2 separate regions of the Zea mays genome follow, and region 1 is linked to region 2. The links are chromatin contacts, called in public Hi-C maps. All regions are on one chromosome and are shown on one strand. Each heading gives the region's core, a stretch centred on a gene start, on an enhancer-like site or on the middle of the called end of the contact. The rest is flanking DNA. Distances are from core to core; before and after follow the strand shown. Region 1 holds the start of LOC103635893 (cullin-1-like). Region 2 holds the start of LOC100280949 (translocator protein homolog).

Region 1 (5,117 bases), core at 1,780-4,279, 150 kb before region 2:
CCATAGATAGCATCAATTAGTGTCCAACTCCTGTCCATTAGGAGGCGGTGCAAAAACACAAAAAGGTGCTCTCTACAGTCTACATGATATACTAGTACAATGCCCGTGTGACGGTACACCAATCATATTTGATGGTATAGCGCAACAATTGTATGACACCCAAGGGTCCAGTGGCAACCCAGTGTGATGGACCCGCCCCACAAAAATCAAATTTAAGATTAAAGTTGGACCCTTCCAATAAAAAAATAAAATTAAAGTGGACATATGGCCCACATAGCAGATATTAAACTGCAGACACTACACTTTGTCTTAGCCAAAAGGCCAAGAAAGATATGAGTTGAAAAGGAGACATGCCCCCTTTCTATAGCTCGCTCGGTCGCTCATACTCCTTCAGCTAGCGAGGTGGTATTATCCAGGAGCGTTGCGCTGCGTGTGGCTTGGTGTTATGTTGCGCTTAGGTGTTTTCTCACGGCCCATCTGGAAGGTAACGGCCTAGTTGTTAGCCAAGACGTGGGGAGAGAATAAACAGATCGACGCTACGCCCTTCGCGCATGACGCACGAAACTCATGCTTTAAAGGGTATAAAGATAAGAAATGAGCTACAATGTACAAAGAATGGGCACAAAATTGTTTGTCAAGTAGATGGGACAATTGTTTCGCCAATCAAGATGCTTACAATTATAAAATTAAAGAGATTGAATTGTGCTGCAGAAATTTAAAATACACAAAAGAAGGGGAAGAGAGCATGAAAGAAGTTCTGATTACTCCATTCACAAATTACAATCAAACAGATCAGGACAATTGTATATATTATTACAAAAGGGTTCTACCATCTATGACAAACAACCCTCATTCTCCCAAAAAGAAATTTGTATCTACGGAGTGAATGAAATAATCCTGGTTTGCTGTCTACCCTCGATAAGCCCATAACAGAAGCTACAAGTTCCAACAAACAGCGAATGAAAATAGACACAGCAATATCACAGGACATCTAATGAATCTACTGGAGCCAACAGAACAGCAGGCACAAGTGTACAAACAAATGGACACAGAATTGTTACAAGGCACGTCAAGTAGCTAGATCAAGTGTTTCACCAAATCAAGATGCTTACAATAAAATTAAAGAGATTGAATTACCCTCTAAAAATCAAGAGATGGACAGATGAAGGGGAAGAGAGCACTGCCACTGCAATATTTGCAGCATTAGAAAGTTTTAATTAATTCATTTACAAATTACAATCAAACAGATCAGGAAAATTCTATATACTATAAGAATTCACCACCTATCATATATGGCAAACAACTCTCATTTTTTCCCAAAAGAATGTCCATCTACAGAGTGAATGAACCTGACTAGTGATCAATGTATCATTTAGCAGAAACACAGAAGGAAATGAGGACATCGCCATATACACCAAAGCAGGAGTCAGGCTCTAGAGGTGCAGTAGCGCTTTGACTGGTTTCCGTATCTATACAGCCAGGCCTGGTGGAGACAACGATTGGTTGCCTGCATGTCTCGGGCCCAGCAGCATTTTCTTCTCTGCATGCTTGCCAAAGCAGCTCGTTCTTGCACCGCTCGAGACTGGCTCGCCCGAAACAACAGATTCTCACGTCTCCCCGGCGCCTGGTAGAGTGGGCACTTTTGCATGCTGGGAGCCTAGCTCGGTAGCTGGACCAAGCAACCAAACTAGCGCTTCCTGCATCTCGCGAGCCTGGTTCAGCGCGCAGCAAACCAATCAGCCCCTTTGTGAGCAATACAACAGTGATCAGTAATTTTTCATTTACCTCCCTTCAACTCAGTTTCGATTCGATGGCAATTTTCCATTTATCCCCTCCCACCTTAACGTTGATTGCTCACAGAACGATTGGTTGCCTGCATGTCTCGGGCCCAGCAGCATTTTCTTCTCTGCATGCTTGCCAAAGCAGCTCGTTCTTGCACCGCTCGAGACTGGCTCGCCCGAAACAACAGATTCTCACGTCTCCCCGGCGCCTGGTAGAGTGGGCACTTTTGCATGCTGGGAGCCTAGCTCGGTAGCTGGACCAAGCAACCAAACTAGCGCTTCCTGCATCTCGCGAGCCTGGTTCAGCGCGCAGCAAACCAATCAGCCCCTTTGTGAGCAATACAACAGTGATCAGTAATTTTTCATTTACCTCCCTTCAACTCAGTTTCGATTCGATGGCAATTTTCCATTTATCCCCTCCCACCTTAACGTTGATTGCTCACAGAACGTACCAGATTTGAAGTGCTCATGTGAGCCCCAGGCTCTGAGAGCACGATTTGTTCCCCGTCAACAAAAGCTAAAAAAACTCCCATCCAAGCTGCCTTACTCCTCTCTGAGTAGGAAATCTAACCTTAATACAACGCCGCAAATACAAAACAATGAAGTTCTAATACAGACATTCACATGGGAAAGATAGATATGAACAGGAGGCTCACCATGGAGGTGATATACTCCTCGAACGACTCCCGATACTTGTCGTAGAGCTGCTGCGAGTAGTCGTGCGGCGGCTTCTGCGTGCACATGTTGTATATCGTCCTGCGACAAGAGGACCAAAACCTAGATCAGAACCGGATCGAGGCGGATCGCGGTGTGAAACCAAGCGGCCGCTGCGCAGGAGACGGTGGCGGCGAGGAGGAGTAAGGGGAGAAGGAGGCGCACGTGTAGAGCATCATGTAGTCCTCGGAGCTGAACTGAGGCTCGGGCTTGCCCTCGAGGATGTTCTTCAGCTTGGTGATACCCTTCTGCATAAACGCCCATCCCTCCTCCAGATCGATTGTCCTACGCTCCTGCCCTGCCATCACCGCCGGTGGCGGTGGCGGTGCCGGCGCGCTGAGACTCAAATCCTAGCGCCGCCGCTGGGGGTTTGGACCGTTTGGTGGTGCGCCTGGGGAGGATGGCGAGGGTCCTCGACAGGCCAGCTAGAGAGGCGGAATGGGGAAGGACTATGAGATAGGCGAGCGCGTGGGCATGAGAAGAGAGGAAAGAGGTGAGCTGGGCCTGGGTGGTGGCTTAGACTGGTTCCTCCGCACCGAGAGTCCGAGAGACGGGAGTGGATAGCATATGCTTAAATCACTGTTTTATCTTTAAATACTCTTTTCTTTTAAGTTCTCTTTTTCCATCCACATTTAAATAAATAATATAGAATATATACAAACTACATTCATAACTTATTGAGCGAATGTATATTTTGTCCAAAGTAAATTATATTTTATGACGAAGAGAGTATAAATTTATCAAGTTTGACAATTTGTAGCACCTCATACCTATTCCCTATATTCCCTATAACTATCTGTTTCCAAAAATTCTTATGCATAAAAATTAAACTCTTTGTTAGTATATTCCACCGACGATCTCGCCACTAAGGTACTAACGACTGCTTTGGCTTATCAGGATAAGCTGCTTAGGCTTACTGCTTGTAGGAGGAAAGATTTTAAATTCAAGTATGAGAGCACGCTTATAGAGCTTGAGTCTTCTAAAGCTTCTATTGTGGTGTCTGACGAGACTGAATATGATAAGTACGCTCTACACATGTCGAACATCGCAACTTTGTAGATCAAGTACGCCAACTTGCTAGATGAGCGTGACGAGTTGAGATCTAGGTCTATCTTGTTAGGTGCGTGTACCACTTGTCCTAGCTTGAAGACTGAGCTAGTAGAGAGAAACGGTAGTGTCGGGTACCGTAATTAGGGGTATCCCCAATGCTCCTAAACACGGCTGGAAAACATCTTCAAAACAAACCATAAACAGCTGATAAAGCGCGGTTCAAGTCAAGGCCTCGTCTACCAAGGGACGTGACCTCATTCGAGCCCAGCTTCGGGCAAGGACGGTAGTCCCGGACGTATTCACGCCTCGCCCGAGGGTCCCCTCAGTCAGCAGACGCACCCCCGTCTTACCCGAGGCTAAGCTCGGGCGAACTTTGTCGTACAGCGACCTCGGCCGGATCGCCCTACCAACCGACCGTATCGCATGCGCATTTAATGCGGGGATCGCCTGACACCTTATCCTGACACGCGCGCCTCAGTCGGCAAGGTCGAAGTGACCGCAGTCACTTCGCCCTTTCACTGACCGTTCTGACAGGAAAACAGCATTGTTCGCCCCGCTCCGGCTACTGTGTCAACCACCAGGGTAGGACTAGCAACAGCAAGTCGTGACCTCTCCCGAGTTCAGCCTCGGGCGCGACAAGGAGCTCCGCCTCGCCCAACCCCAGGCCTCGGCCTCAGCCCCGGCCTCGGGGAAGGTCTCCGCCTCGCCCGACCTCAGGCCTCGGCCTCGAGGGAAGGTCCCCGTCTCGCCCGACCTCGGGCCTCGGCCTCAGCCTCGGCCTCGGGAGGAGTCACATCCTCGCCCGACCTCAACCCCGGTCTCGGGAGAAGTCTCCGCCTCACCCGACCTCGGCCTCGGACCGACTACGCTACAGGGGATGCATCATTACCCTACCGCTAGCTAGCCACCCTTTGCTACGAAGGAACAAGACTGGAGTCACATCAAACTACTCCGATAGCAAGTAATGATGGTTCCCCGTGTGCGACCATGACGTCGATGGCTCTCAGCTCCCTACGGAAGCAAGGAAACGTCAGCAGGATCCATGCCGCACCGCCAGCTGCGCTTCTACAGGGCTCAAGGCACTTCTCCGCCAGCCACGTTAGCACATGTACAGGGCTCAAGGCACTTCTCCGCCAGCCACGTTAGCGCATAGCTACACCCCCATTGTACAGCTGAGCATCTCCTTGTATCTATAAAAGGAGATGTCCAAGGCCTTCCTGGGGGGGGGACGGACGGAGGGCGAAGGCAGGCGAGCAGAGGTAGGCAGAGTAGGAGAGACGCGGTAGAGGCAGACTCAGACAACTCACCTCAAGGCCGAACCCTCTCTTTCTCTCTCTCTCGCCCTCGCTCTCTCGCAACGCTTGTAACCCCTACTACGAGCACCCCGGTGCAAGATAATATAAGCCTCATCCCCCCGCTTGTGTTCCATCTTGCATCAACCCATCTGGGCAGGGACACACAGCGACAAATTCACTGGTCGGTTGACGGTCCTCGTGGGTCCGAAACGCCGACAGTTGGCGCGCCAGGTAGGGGTCTGCTGCGTGTTAACGAATACTTTCCCGTTGAGTTCCA
Region 2 (5,560 bases), core at 1,499-3,998:
CTCTTTCCTCTCTCTAAAAGTTCCCTTGCTCATATTGATTTGACTTTGCTCCCAAAAATTATCTGCATTAATTGAGCAACTCTAAGCAAGGAGAACTATATTCCGCACTCCGATTTAATTCTAACGCTAACCCCGGACATAGTGTGTGTTCAAAGTTTATAATTTTCAAGTTTCACTTATTCACCCCCCTCTAGGTGACTTTCAGCGGGCAGATGCTGAGTTCGTTGGTGGAGGTGGTGGGGAGGATGAATCTGTTGGAGTATTCTGGTGGATCGAGGTCGATGACGTGCTTATCCTGCGAGGGCAGAAACTTGTTGGCCTCCTCTCTGCCCTTGAGGAAGGCAGGGCTCATGAGGTCGGAGTTGGTCCCGTTGCTGAAGAAGGACACAGGGTCGAAGTCGAAGCCGACGAATTGAGTGGCGGGGTCCGGGGCGTAGGAGTCGACCATGGCTGGGGTGGGTGGCACGCTGGCGGACGCGTCGAAGGAGGAGTGGTTGACGTCGAGGGGGGTAGGCGGGAGGTCGAGGTACACGGAGGGCAAGAAGCGCTGGTACCAGCGAGTCTCTATTTTGTCAAACCTCTGGTTGAACTCGTCGAGGATGAGCTTGAAATCGAGAGACATGGTGTTGGCAAATTGAAGCCGAGGATTGAACGAATCTGATACCAATTGTTAACACACTTCTCAACTCATACACAGAATAGCTCAGTTCAATGGTAACCTGATTATACAACCTCAGGAGGAAGGGAGGTTTGCAGCAAGCTACAAATTATATGGAGAAGTACAACACTAGAACAGGAAGGGATGCGAGATTTAGCTCTCTAGATGGAGATTTGGAGATGAAGCACAGACACCCCGAGCGGTGGAGATGGAGATGTGTTTCTGAATAAGCTTTCGATGCCCTCGCCATTCAATTGTTACTGCTCCTTATAGTTCTCATCTACGCTAGTTGGGCCGGCGTGTACCATATGGGTCGTGTTCCTAACATGCTGCCAGCCAATGGCCATGATTGGAGAGGGAGAAAGTCGGGGAAGGGAAAGGAGAGAGGGAAAGGGAGGGGAAAGCTAGGGTAACATCTGAACATTGAAAGTAGAGCAAAGAAAATTTTATTCTAAAATTTAGAGTGTTACAAAGTAGTTAACTGTATTAAATAAGGATCAGTTGACTTGATCCACAACTGACAAGCCTTATTAGATAAGGATTCCAAAACAAACTTATCAGATCGCAGGCGACAAGGCTTAGACCTCAAATTCGGTGAACCATTTACGCATATATCGTGTGCCCACGCCTTTCACCCCGCTCCCACTCAACACATGGAAGAACAAGTGAGTTGAGTTTCCTCTACCTGACTAATGTTTTCACACTCACAATATCATACACATCGGCTTTATGATTTTCGTAGAAATTAAATGGACTTGGCTCAGTAATTCTAACATGTAACGATCTTCCCTCAAGATGGAAATGTCCCCGTGATTTTTTTTATCTTTCAAATACAGTGTTTAGTATAGTAGATTTTCGAAGTTGGTGAGGTTGTGATGCTGGACTCCTAACGTGATGTTAGTCCCTAATAATCGCAGGCTCGCAGCTTTGTACGGCAAATAGGGTTTCTGGATTTGACGTATATAAGGGATGTAATCGGATCGAATACGGACGGATATCACTGAAATCATATTTGTTTTCATATTTTTATTCGGATTCGAATTCGAATACGGATAGCTTCGGATACGAATACAAATACGGATGTTCTCGGATACAAATACGGATAGCTATGTGTCAAATACGGAACTAGTCGGACACGGATATTGTCGGTAACGAATTTTTTGTCGGATATCATGTAAGACATCATTCCACACGTATCATGGTTGTAATCATGTATCCACTCATTGAGTCTAAACATTTTTGTATTATATGTGTTCATATGTCACCTTTTTTTTGTAAAATTCATGAATTTTTAGCCTATGTGCGTGTTATTAATTTATTTTGCATAAAATCATCAAAATGCAAATAAGATACCAAAACTAATAAACATTCTATAAGAATATAACCTGTCTCCACATGAAAATGATAAAAAAAACTTGGATACTTAGAGTGATTTCACGTGTAATTCACACAACAAGTGAAAGTGAAATGTAAGAAACACTATCATATTTTGGATTTTATGGTCCAAATATTTTGGAGGATTATATATGAACATATGGTATGCCTCCATAAATTTTCATAATTTTCTGAGGCTATTTGTGTATTATTAATTTTTTTCTACAAAAAATCAACAAAATGCACACAGCTATCCGGATAAGATATCCGGATATCCGAGAAGATTTATCCGAGAAAATATCCGGATATTCGATATCCGACGGATATCAGACATATTGTATTCGAATTCGATATCCGAACAAAATATCCGTATTCGTATCCGTTATCCGAAAAAATGTCCGGATATCCGAAAATTCCATCCGAACCAGTGTTCACCATCTTCGAATCCGGATCCGGACGGATATTTTCCGAACCATATTACATCCCCTATATAAGCTTATAAGGGAAAAAAGACTCAGTCAGCATTTGTTTTGTCCTGCTCGATCGTCCTAGTCACCTCCAACTCCAGAAGCCTCGCAGTCACCTGGCATGGAAGCTCCATAGTTTAAAGGGCTCCACTCTGCACGTGTCACCTTCCCGCCACACGTGTCCATGCTCGGAGCAAGCCTCGCGCGTATTTAGAACGCGTCTTGCGACGATCCGGCTTCCCCTGCCTGAGAGAATCGGCTCGGACAGTCGGACTCGATCATCAATTAAGCGAACCTCGCCGCGATCGTATCAGCCATGGCGACCGCCGCGCACGAGGGCGTGACCCAGCGCGTCGCTGCCAGTGGCAGCAGGGACGACGGCGCCAGCGGCGGCATCGCGGCGGTCTCGGGTCCCAACAAGAAGCCGGGCGGCGGCAGGAGGCGGCGCGGCCTCCGTTCGGTCGCCGCCGCGGTGTCCATCCCCGCGGCGCTCGTGGCTCTGTCCTTCTTCGCCGCGGGCCACTCCACGCCGCCGCCGAGTTCCGCCACGGTGGCGGTGGTGCGGGCCGGGTCGGTGGCGTCGGAGGCGGTGCTGGCGCTGGCGGCGTGGATGGCGTGGGCAGAGGGCGGGCTGCACGCGCGTCCGGCCGCCACGCTGCTGCCCTACGCCGCGCGGCTCGGCGCCGCGCTCGCGTGGGCGCCGCTCGTGCTGGGCCGCCACGCCGCGGCGCGCGCGGGCCTCGCCTGCTGCGCCGCCATGGCCGTGGGCGCCGTGGCGTGCGCGCGCGGCTTCGGCGCCGTCAACCCTGTGGCTGGCGACCTCGCCAAGCCCGCCGTCGCCTGGGCCGTCATCCTCGCCGTCGTCAACTACAAGATGCTCTGAGCTCCCGAGAACACGCGCGCGCTGTTCGTGTTCGATCCTCGGCAGCCAGGCCCCTGGTTATTTGTTGTGAACATGTAATAATGCGTTGGTTTGTGTACAGTATACGTTCTGAGTATGTTGTTGTGTCCTGCATATTCATCTGAGAATGCAGCCAGGCCCCTCGTCAACTACAAGATGTTCTTAAATTTCGATTGCGATGTAACAATGTATGTGTATACCGTGTATGTTCTACTACTATGACGACGTATGGGATTGGGGAGAGATGGATGGTGGCTGTCATGTGCTGTCATACGTCAGCTGCCGAAAATAATAGTCAGCTGCCGAAGAGATGGATGGTGTCATGTGCTACGACCTACGCGTTGGGCGGCGTGAGGTGAGGACGGACGTGGCTATAGGAGAGGAATTGATTACGCACTATGGAGCCTGGAAGGGTTGAAGTTTTAAGAAGGAAGATAATTGGAAGCCTCTCTCTACATGAAAATTATCATACTAATGAACTCATTTGGGTCGGTAGAAATGATCACATCTTTGATGGGATTCTGCCGACCATACTTAAATTGCTGGGTTTTCTTTAAAAAAATATTTGCTTTGGTTATCCATAGAGCGAAGAAACAACATTTTCCTCTTATAGAGGAGTCGCTAGAGCACTAATTGTGATCTCTTTATTATCTTCTTTTTTGCATCCTAAATTCTGTTAAATTTACTTGGAACACAACAGCCGAAATGCCAATAGGCACATACGCGTTGGGTACTCAAAATGATGACAAAGCACAAGCATCAACATTGCTATTCCAATAGATAATGTTATACATATTATCCATAAAACAAAGACGAACTTGTGTAGGCTCACTGCAACAAAAAGGAATGAAACGATACTGAACCACGCATGAGTTCACCATAAGGTACGCAAAGACAAAACACAGTAATACTTCTTGATATTGGTTTATGCAGTTCACATTCCATTTCATCTTCTACTGGGAAGGAATGGGCTGCATCTCTGGTGCTGCAGCAACGTCAGCCACGGGGTACCTGAACACGCGGGCGAGCCGCTCAGTGGGCACCAGCGGGAGATAGGTGGCCACGGCGTTCCCGCGCTTGGCACCATCACGCACCGCCGAATTGTACCTGGCAGAGAGCTGTGCGGCAGTGGGGAGGACGGCCCTGGTGACCGAGGGCACCAGAGGGAGACGGTTCAGGGCCACCCAGGCCTCGGCGGCACGCCGCTCTGCCACAGGCTCGTAGCGGGTGTAGAGCTCCCGGGCCTTTGGCTCGGCGCGGGCGATGGCTGACTTGGCAAGGCCAGTGGCCGTGCCCACCAGGCCGGCCTGGCGAACCTCCTTCGCAGCCGAGCGGGCCAAGGTTGGGGCTTCCTTCACCACTGGAGGGACGCGGCGGTCTATCTCCTCAACGGACTCACCAACCTGCAAGTGGGGGGCAGAACGTGCAAATCGTCGATCATTTCTTCGCTCAGTGGCACAAATCAGATGATGGAACAATGCAAGACAATGGCAACACAACGACTTCAGAGTTTGTAGTGCGTATACAATAACGTATAACGGCCTGACTTGCAAGAAGCGTGTGAAAAATGAACAATATACTGGGCACGAGTAAGTGACCAGCTCTACATGGGTAGGCAGATTCAAGGAGCTGATGAACGTATCTGAAACATCAGTTAAAATTGTACCATGATGATTAGTCAAATACATAAACAAACATAGTATAGTTCCTAATAGAACTCGCCAGAAGTTGGTGCTTGTAATCCTTAAGCAATAAACCTCAAATCTTGGTCATACACATTTTGTTTGGTTGGTTCAGTGGTGCTTGATGCTTCTGCCTTCCAAAAAAAACCTAATTTGCTACTTCAGTTGTCAAACTAATAATACCATGATACCAACGCATTGCAACTAAACCCTTTCAGACTGCCAGTACACGTGACAACAAGAACATATTTCTAGCAACAGGTCAATTAACATTATCCAATCCAGACCCTTAAACTGTGTCCGGCAGTTCAATCATACGGTCACTCAAAATAGATGACAATATTTACAGAGTGGAGATTGAATATAGAGATGGTTAACTGCTAGAAATAGTTAAGTTGACAAGATTTCAATCCAAAATATATATTTTTTGGCAAAATTCCACCGTGGAAACCTGCACCTGTAAATTTCATTTCATAGA

Evidence for each region. A called contact is a pair of places that touch in the nucleus more often than the background predicts.
Region 1: a Hi-C map of ear shows a contact between it and region 2, with 4 times the contacts expected there. The contact joins the promoter of LOC103635893 here to the promoter of LOC100280949 in region 2. A contact is called at or near these places in 8 of 25 Hi-C or Micro-C datasets (bundle sheath, ear, endosperm and 3 more).

The regions. Positions count from the first base shown.
Region 1 is chr8:130,486,003-130,491,119 of Zm-B73-REFERENCE-NAM-5.0, reverse strand. It overlaps LOC103635893 (cullin-1-like), which reads right to left and starts at 3,029. Exons shown (of 18, transcript NM_001346824.1): 1 at 2,661-3,029; 2 at 2,438-2,537. The coding sequence starts at 2,800. It also overlaps the pseudogene LOC111590064.
Region 2 is chr8:130,338,944-130,344,503 of Zm-B73-REFERENCE-NAM-5.0, reverse strand. LOC100280949 (translocator protein homolog) reads left to right here and starts at 2,748. Exons shown (of 1, transcript NM_001153869.1): 1 at 2,748-3,597. The coding sequence starts at 2,816. The coding sequence ends at 3,382. LOC100283461 reads right to left here. Exons shown (of 3, transcript NM_001156362.2): 3 at 4,047-4,803. The coding sequence ends at 4,354. It also overlaps the pseudogene LOC103637275.